3 separate regions of the Gossypium hirsutum genome follow, and regions 1 and 2 are each linked to region 3. Evidence: chromatin contacts called from public Hi-C data. All regions are on one chromosome and are shown on one strand. The core of a region is the stretch at or near the end of the contact, and the rest is flanking DNA. Distances in the headings are between cores, read along the strand shown.

Region 1 (3,286 bases), core at 237-2,736, 380 kb before region 3:
ATTTAAAATATATAAAATTTTCAAAATCCAATGTTGTCTAAATCAGACTAGCTAGTCGAATTGGTTAGATCGAAAAAAGGCTAGGTTATTGATCCGGTGGGAGGTAAAAAATCATTTGACCAATGAATTGGTACGAACTGGTTAAATTAGACTAAAAAAACTATTTTTTTTTTGAAATTTTGGCAATGTGTCTAGAACAGGATTGATGGTTGAACTAGTCAAACCAATTAGTTCTCAGTTCGAATGCTCCAATCGGTTCAAAGCAAATAAATTATTAAAAATAAAAATAAAAATATTCAAAATTATAAAAATAGGTGTCAACCGATTTTTTAGCTCTATTTAACTAGCTCATACCAGCTTACAGGTCAACCAATTTTTTACTTCTCATTGGATTGATACCCCAGTTGATTTTCGATCCAATCTGGTTTAGACAATATTGAATTTTGAAATTTTTTTATATTAATTTGTTTTATTGTATTTTTTATTTAAATAATTTTTATTTTTCATAATTTTAGATTTTTAAGTATATAATTTTAAATTTTTTATGATTTTATTTAAAATATGATAAAATTTAATTTTTTTATTTTTTATTTACTTTAAAGTGTAAGGACTATATTGATAAAAATTATAAATATTGATGGTTAAAAAAATAATTTATATTTTTCATAAGGGACTGAGATTTTCAAATAAAAAAAATTCAATATTTCAAAATTAAAATATAGAATTTCAAAAAAAAACATTTCACATATTTAAAAGAGAGTAAAATTTAGAATTCAGAATAAAAGTAAAAAAGAAATACTTTGCAACAATGAATTGTAGGGATAGACACCAATAACCATGTTTTCCTTTTTTATTTGCTTTCCATTATATATGTAACTTTTCTACTAATTTTTAAGAGAATCATTTTTCATTATTTGTAGAAGAAAGTAAATCAGTAAACATTAAAATCCCACTGTAACAAATTCAATTCCTTCAAAACTACCCTCTTATATTCCTACCAAAACAAACAGATTAGAATGGGGCAATTGATTATTTTGCTTTTATTTTTATAAAAGAAAAAAATGGTTAACAATAAATAGGGATGAAAGAAGTTGAAAATTAAATTTAAAATTTTAATAGAAAAAGAAAATAGTGATAAATGTAGTTATTTTGCATTCCCAGTAGAAAATGCAAGGCCTTCCCCAAGCTTGGTTATCTGGGCCACTTGTGGGCTTTAAATTTGCTTATTATTATTTTTTGCCATTTCACTCCCAGCCCCCAAATTATTAGTTGGTTATTACCTAGATGAGCTTAAATTAGAATAGTTTAGAACTGAATATGTATATTTTAATGTAAAAAATCACTTAACTTTTGAGTGTAATTAATTATTATTTTTAACTTCCCTAATTTTTTTAATATAAAATGAGATCACATTACATCAGAAAAATCGTGTAGAGATTGAAAGATTTCATCCAGCGTTGTATGAATGTAACATTGTCCAAAAGTATTGAGAATGTCAATTTTGCCAAATCATCTGTTATTTTTAGAGAATCTCTTTAATGAAACGGATCATAAAAGATTCACATTACTCCTTTCTAGATTCTTGAATTGCTTCCTTACTATATATCTCAAAGTACCATTTTTTTTCAAATCTCTAAATTTAGTATTTTTTGAATTCAAGAACCCACGCAATACTAGCATGATTAGCCAAAATGCTTTTATCAGTTGTCACAAAGGATTTGATGTAGTGGGCTCCTTGGCCGTCCGTTAATTCTACAGGACTGTCCATATCCAAATTTATTCATGTGAGATTGTTTACGTCCATAAAATGATGATGCAAGTTAGACAAAAGGAATTAAGCATCACACTAAAATATAAGGATCTTTGGTGCAACCAAACAATTAGTTCCATAAACTACCAATTGAGCCAATCATTAGGAATTGGTTGACTTCTTCTTCTTCTCTAAATTATTCAAGGGAATGTTAGGACTTAGTTTAGAAAATCAAATATTTAGCAACCCTATTTTATATTAAAAAAAGAAGAAGAAGGGAATAAAGTTGACAAACAAAGATGTGTTATTTGTTCCTTGCAGTAATTACGTACTTTTTTGGATTCTAGTCAAACAATCAATCTATTAGTATATTGATGTTTAGCATAATAAGAATCATTTTTGGAGTTTTCTTTTCGTATCACCCAAGTTTGATATTTTTGGAGCAAATTCCGTAACCTAATAGGCTCCTTCATTTGTCTTTTAATTTTGTTTTTTTTATACAAGGAAAATTTCAGGCATAATATAATCGTGGATTATCATGTAATATGTCAACATTAAAATTTAATTAATAATTTTTAATTTTTAAAAATTAATTAGATGTTAATATGTCGTCCACATGTATACCGTATAAAAACGTTAAATTTTTTATCCATTTTGGGGTGATTTGATAAAAGAAAATTATAAGTTCAAAAGCTAAAAAAGATAAAAAATTTAAATAAAAGACTAAAATAATTTTTTTATAAAATTAAAAAACTAAATAAATCATTATATCAAAATTTAATTAAGTTGAATTAAAATACATTAACCTATTATAAAAAAGAAAAATGAAAAGTGAAATTAAGGGTTTGAATAAATAAAGTTAAGGAAAATTAAATCTTATATCCAAGTTGTTGGCGTTTATGGGATATTTTTTTTAATTGGATTAAGAATTCACAAATATTTTTTGTAAATAGAAATTAAAAGGTATAAAAATTAAATTTATTATTAGATGTGAAATATAATAATTAAATTTGAAGTCTCATTTGTAGTTAAAATATATATATTTACATAAATAGCCCTAAATAACATTTCACCCTCACAATTTAAATCCAATTTTTTTGCATTTTTATTTGGGGGTGTGTGTGTAAAGGTGACAATTATATGGAATATTATTGTGTGATTGGCATTCACTTAATAAAGTGACGGCGCTGTTAGTTTTCATCATCATTAACGATATCCACTTTAGATTCTGCAATCATTAAAGCTAAACAGAATTTTTATACTTAATTCTGTTGTGTGGGGAAAATGAAATGACATTTAGCGAGTTGAAATAATAAAGGGGAAATGGGAAATGGATCTGGATTCAGCCTGTGCCAATTTATCAGCAAACAGGGAAATAAAGGTGTCATTTTCATGTATTGGGAAGGCACATGGCATGTTGTTCATCCCATGTGATGTTTTGACCTAATTTATTAATTTCATCCATAAATCTACCCTACTCATATATGTATATCTTGCGTATAAAGACAATATATAGACTTTTGCTTTTATTACTAA
Region 2 (3,099 bases), core at 98-2,597, 350 kb after region 3:
AGCTAGGCCGCCATCATTACACTAACTAAAGCCTAAATGACCCCATTTTCCTAACCGAGAAAAATATTTCCAACTTTTCATATCATTGATTTGTGCCCAGACTGTATAAAAATTAAATTGGAGGAAATAACCAAATCGTCAAATCAATTTAATCCATCAAGTTATTTGAGTAATATAATTTTAAAAAATCTACAATTAATAAATAAAAATATTTTTTGAACTATATTTTTTATAAAATATACATTAATAGTATAATTAATTTTTAATATACAAAATCTAGGGTAAATTATATAGATAGTAACCCAATTATAAAAAAAAATTATTTTAGACACTCAAAATAAAAAGTTTATAATTTAAACACTCATGTTATATAGTTTACATAGCAGTTAAAATTTTAGTATAATAACAATTTTATTTCTCAACTTTTATATATTATATTAATTTAATTATATACAATTTTAAAAAATTAACCTTCAAAATTTACAAATGTTCTCAAAATTACATAAATATTTTTAAAAGATATAATAATAAATTTAAATTTTATATTAATATTAATATAAAATAAAAATCTCTCACTCCGGTCCCTCTCCCTCTCTCCCACCGGAACTTTCCTTCCACCGTCCTCGTACCCCCACCCCCACCCATCACTGTCCCTCTATTGCTTCCGAATTCCATTAATTTCATGGCTAATTTGTATCCAAATACTTGTAATATTCCTTCTCATACTTCTTCTTAATTGCCTCGGGGGTAAGGGAACGGTGGTGGGAGGGGGTGAGCTACGGAGGTGGGAGGATTTTTATTTTATTTTATTTAATATTAATATAATTATATTATTAATATTATATTAATCTAAAATTTATTATTATTGAAAGTATTTATGTATTTTATATATTTTTTATAATTTTTTAAAATTAAAATCAAAATTTAAAATTATTTATAAATTTTGAAAGTGAATTTTTTTAAAAAAATATAAAGTGATATAATATATAAAATTTTATGACTAAATTTATTATTATATCAATTTTTTTAATTATCATATTTATCATTTATGATTTTAAGGAGATTGATTAGAATGACGGAATTATATACGTTAATGCTTTAATTATAAATTGTTTATGTTAAATATTGAGTTAAAATTTGTATTGATAATCCTAAATTCTATTTTACAGAGTTGTAATTTGCAAAGCAGCAAGCTGGGAAAGAGCACCCCCAATAAAATCACAAAACTACTCCTTTTGACGTGCCATTTCTTGTCCTTTTGGAGCCTAGGACTGATCGTACCATATCCACTCTCTCAACTCCACGTGGTATTACCTTTTTTTCTTTATATAATTATAAACCACAACGAAGGTCCTGCTTCAATCCTCTCTCGTGCCTAGCTTCTATATTTTGGCTTTAGGGCTGAAAGGCCGGCATGAAGGTCCGATCATGGCTAGCTACATGCACAACCAGCAGCTGCGCCACTTTAACCCACGACTCCACCATCCCGTTCCCTAAAAAACCACCGCGCTTATCGGAACATTTGGTTTCCGATAGTTCCTCCGATAATCGAGGGAGCGCCACCTCATCTTCAGCTTCTTCAAGTGACACGAGCTACAGCAGCCTCCCTAGCAACCCTTCCCTCCAGACTCTGCCATCTGTACCTTCCTTACAGCTTTTCCCTGATACCTTAGTCTTTTCCGTCTCTGACATCAGCGTTTCTTCAATTATGCCTCTACCCAACCACCCGATCACCTGCGTTGCGGTTCAGGGTAACTTCTTGTATGTTGCTTCTGTTAACGAAATTAGCGTCTACGATCGCCAAACATCCACTCTTCTCGATGCCTACAACGGCAACGATTCATCCTCCGGTTCCGTTAAGTCTGTCACTTTCTGTGACGGAAAAGTCTTCACTGCTCACCAGGACTCTAAGATCCGGGTCTGGCAAATGACCGTGACTAAAAAGCACAAGTTCTTAACCGCCCTACCTACCGTTAACGACCGCTTACGTCGTTTTGTTCTCCCAAAGAACTATGTCAGTGTTCGCCGTCACGTGAAGCGGTTGTGGATCGAACACGCCGACGCCGTTACTGGGCTCGCCGTCAATAGAGGTTTAATCTACTCAGTTTCTTGGGATAAAACCTTGAAGATATGGCGAGCATCGGATGCGCGTTGTTTACAGTCTATTAAAGCACACGACGACGCCATTAACGCCATCACGGCCTCCGTTGACGGAACGGTTTATACAGGGTCCGCTGACCGACGGATCCGAGTCTGGGCGAAACCCTCAGGCGAGAAGCGGTACGCATTGGTGGCGACTCTTGAGAAGCATAAGTCAGCGGTAAACGCACTGGCTTTAGACGACGAAAGATCAGTGCTTTTCTCCGGTGCGTGTGACCGTTCGATTCTGGTATGGGAGAGGGAAGATAGCGCCAATTACATGGTGGTGACGGGAGCGCTGAGAGGGCATGGAAAGGCAATCCTATGCTTGATCAACGTCTGTGATTTACTAATGAGCGGGTCCGCTGATCGGATGGTTAGGATCTGGCAACGTGGAGTGGAAGGGAAATATTGTTGTTTGGCAGTTTTGGAAGGTCACCGGAAGCCGGTGAAGTCGTTGACGGCTGTCAGAGACGATGAACATAGTGATGTAGTTTCGGTTATTAGCGGAAGCCTGGATGGCGAAATTAGAACGTGGAAAGTCTCGTTTTCGGGTAGCCCCTCGTCGGCGACGGATTTCCGAAAATGGAATTTGTGAAAAAAAAAAAGGAATTGAATCATAATTAAATTGAAAAAAGAAAAGGAAAAATTTGCGGCCGCTTAAATTTTTTCTGATATGGTCCCGGACGTTTTACCAACCCTGGATTATTTGTTCTTTTGTTTCTTTCAATTTTGTTTGCTTCCTGAAAGATATATTATTATTTTCAATATATAGTTCACTATTTCTGCATCATGTTGTTCATTTAGAAAAAAAGAAAAAGTTTAATTGAAATAGTATGTTTTTTTAGGATAATCAATTGCAATAGTAATTATTAATTAGATGTAGTAATTCTAAGTAATTAAAATAAGATATATATGAGGCACCGTACATGTGCCCATGTGTGCATATCTTACACCTGG
Region 3 (2,951 bases), core at 18-2,517:
AATACAATTTTTTTTAACCTAAAATTTTTGGAGATGACTTTTTTAACACACATGTAGTAATTTAATTGATTGTTTCAAATACAATAAGTATGAATAAAAAGTAGTAACTTAATTTATAATTTTTAAGTTTAAATACTAGTTAAAGTTGAAAAAGAAAAAAATATAAATACAAGTTGTCAAGGTAAAAAAACTTTAAATATATGAAATTTTATGCAAATTCCAAACAAAATTGGGAAGTCAATTCAAACTACATAGATGTTGACCGGCTTAATCCTTAAATAGATATTTGGAAGTCTTATAAGAAAACATTCGAAAGCTTTTAACTCCATTCCATATTTAATAAAATCTAATATAATTGTTGGAAAGTTTTCATACAAAAAAGAAAAGCGAGTAATTTTAAATTTTTATACAAGCAAATATTTAAAAGAAAAACAATTAGATTATAAAGAAAAGAGGATGAAACACAAAATTTAAAATTGAGTTACAAACAGACCTGATCCCAATCAATTCAAACTTACTATTAAAGACATATTTAACACTAGGTGATAACATATAATTTACTTATAATATTAAATGTTCATCTGAAAATTGAATAAACCTTTGGATTTAAATAGTAATTTGATTTTACCCAGGAGAGTAAAACCTTTTCCTTTTATGTGTGTATGGTCTGCCTTTTTTTTATGTGTTGCTGTTGAAAGCGATCCAGAGCGGGAGTGGCAGGCAAAGCTTCAAAAAACAATGGCAGGTTTCAGTAAGCATTAGCAGCATCAGCAATGACGTTGAAATTGAATATGTCTGACCCGCATCACACTCATTAAAACCAACTTCAATGATGCTGTTGATATTTCCACTTTTATTACTTAACCCCGGTTTTACCATAGCTACCATATAGTTTCTTTAATGAGGTAGGCAGACCAAATCATTAAAAATTACTAATGATTATTATTTGTAATGATTTGGTTAGATTAAAGTGGGTTTAATGAAATTAAGCGCAATTTTTTTATTATTAATTATTCAAATTGGTAAAAATGAAAAAAGCGAGTGGATTGCCGGCCTCACTGCTGCTCTATTACGGGCATCAAAATCCCCCATCTTTTCATTCATTAATCGCTTTCACAATCAGGTAAGAAATCACCACAACACACTTCGAAAAACATAGCAATAATTTTAATAATAAATGTGGAAGATAGGGACAAAAACGTCATTATGAGATGAACGGGGGAAGGGGCCAGATTTACCCAACGGACAAACACTCCCCCCTCCAGTTCTTCAATCACACACAAAAGCGCGCACGTTAGCTGTCTCCCCCCACCCACAATCATCGTCCCCCCGGAAACACCAAATCGTTGAAACAACCCCCCCCCCCAAAAAAAAAAACTCAACATTTTTAAATTTTTAATTATTTTTTAGGGAAAAGAAAATCCCCTGCATTTATATATTGGATTTAATTTTAATGACGTTTCGCTTAACCTGCGCATCGAGACCTCCCTGACTCCTATACTGAAATCACTGACCACTGCCTTAAATGGATCTGTGTGCGCACTGCAACGCTTCTTTATAACTTCTCGTAACTTCCCCCCCCCCCCTTTCACCTTCTATATTTCTACGTTTCTATGTCATTTCGAAAACGTTCCGTTTCGAGCTCCGATCGGGTCTCACATTCCCTCGGATCCGGCCCGGTTCTTCCCCTATCGGAGCTTCTCCTACTGCTCTTCCGCTGCTTCTCTTTGTCCCGGGCATTTATTTGAATCCGATCCAACGTCGTCGTCTTAAATGTAAGATTTGTTTGTTTGTTGTTGTTATTGGTTTTAAGTTTGGAAAGAGATGAACCCTCTGTGCTGCATTGCTCCGGTTTCCATCGATCGTGACCGAGCTAACCCGGTGGTTACCAAATCGGGTCCGCAATGTCAGCTAAGCATCGAACCTTCCGTCAGAACAGTTAACTATTCGAAACCGAGTTTCTCCTCTCAAGTCTCCTCAGTCAACGCCGACACTGACAGATCCTCGCCGTCGGTAATGAATCACACCTCCATGGCAATATTCGACGAACCTATTATGGGAGAGGTTAACGCCGCCCACGGCGTCGCCGGGATCCTGTACAAATGGGTGAATTATGGCAAGGGATGGAGGTCGCGGTGGTTCGTTTTGGAAGACGGAGTTCTCTCGTATTATAAGATTCACGGACCTGATAAGATTTTGATGAGTCCATCGAGGGAGAAGAGTGTACGAGTGATCGGCGAGGACTCGGTCCGGTACATGAGGAAAGCTAACTGGAGTAGCAATCGGGTTAACTCGGAGACAACTCACTGCAAGCCGTTTGGTGAAATCCATTTGAAGGTTATTTTGCTTTCTCCCTTCCTTTTATCACTCAGTTCTGATTTCATTTCCGCTTTTTATGTTATACTTATTGCCGTGGCAAAAGGGCCGGTTCTTTCGGTATTTTATTTGAAGGAAAAAGAATATACGTACAATAAACTTTCCCTTTTTGTAATTTTTAATTCTTCATATGTAGTCATTGATGCATGCCTTGAAATTTAGTACTAGAAAATTATGTTGGAAATTCTTTAGGCATTATTTCTTCCTATGCCACTTTCCTTCAATAGAGCCACTAGGAAGGTCCCATCGGACCGAAGCTAGAGACCGCGAAAGATCGGAGGATTAGTAATAGAGAAGAGAAGGTTCTTTTGGGTTAATTCTCAAAAAAGAAAATTCTGTGCTTGGATGCTTTGAAGTAAGGAATAATTGTTTTTGCGAATGTCTGCTTGTATGGTTTCTAATATGGAGATTTCTAAGTCCCTGAGGGGTGTCCATATAGTAGATTATAGCCCTTTACATACTTCTTTTGTCCATTATTGCGGCCATAACCATCGAAATATAGTTTCAGACACCTCTTGGAGGATTAGTGGGAGTAAAGAGAAGATCCTTTTGGGTTCATTGTTAAAAAAAGAGAA

What was found. A called contact is a pair of places that touch in the nucleus more often than the background predicts.
Region 1: a Hi-C map of leaf shows a contact between it and region 3, with 3 times the contacts expected there. The contact joins the enhancer-like site here to the promoter of LOC107886480 in region 3. A contact is called at or near these places in 7 of 34 Hi-C or Micro-C datasets (leaf and petal).
Region 2: a Hi-C map of leaf shows a contact between it and region 3, with 1.8 times the contacts expected there. The contact joins the promoter of LOC107886478 here to the promoter of LOC107886480 in region 3. A contact is called at or near these places in 2 of 34 Hi-C or Micro-C datasets (callus and leaf).

What each region holds. Positions count from the first base shown.
Region 1 is chrA03:94,217,120-94,220,405 of Gossypium_hirsutum_v2.1, forward strand. No RefSeq gene overlaps it. Among protein-coding and RNA genes, the nearest start is that of LOC107886483, 16 kb to the left of the region's middle. Within about 2 kb of position 1,487, at least 1 of the 9 cell types and tissues checked has an H3K27ac peak or open chromatin away from gene starts, as enhancers often do.
Region 2 is chrA03:94,945,398-94,948,496 of Gossypium_hirsutum_v2.1, forward strand. LOC107886478 (protein JINGUBANG) reads left to right here and starts at 1,348. Exons shown (of 1, transcript XM_016810449.2): 1 at 1,348-2,929. The coding sequence starts at 1,415. The coding sequence ends at 2,737.
Region 3 is chrA03:94,597,000-94,599,950 of Gossypium_hirsutum_v2.1, forward strand. It overlaps LOC107886480 (oxysterol-binding protein-related protein 1D), which reads left to right and starts at 1,268. Exons shown (of 8, transcript XM_016810452.2): 1 at 1,268-2,337. The coding sequence starts at 1,825.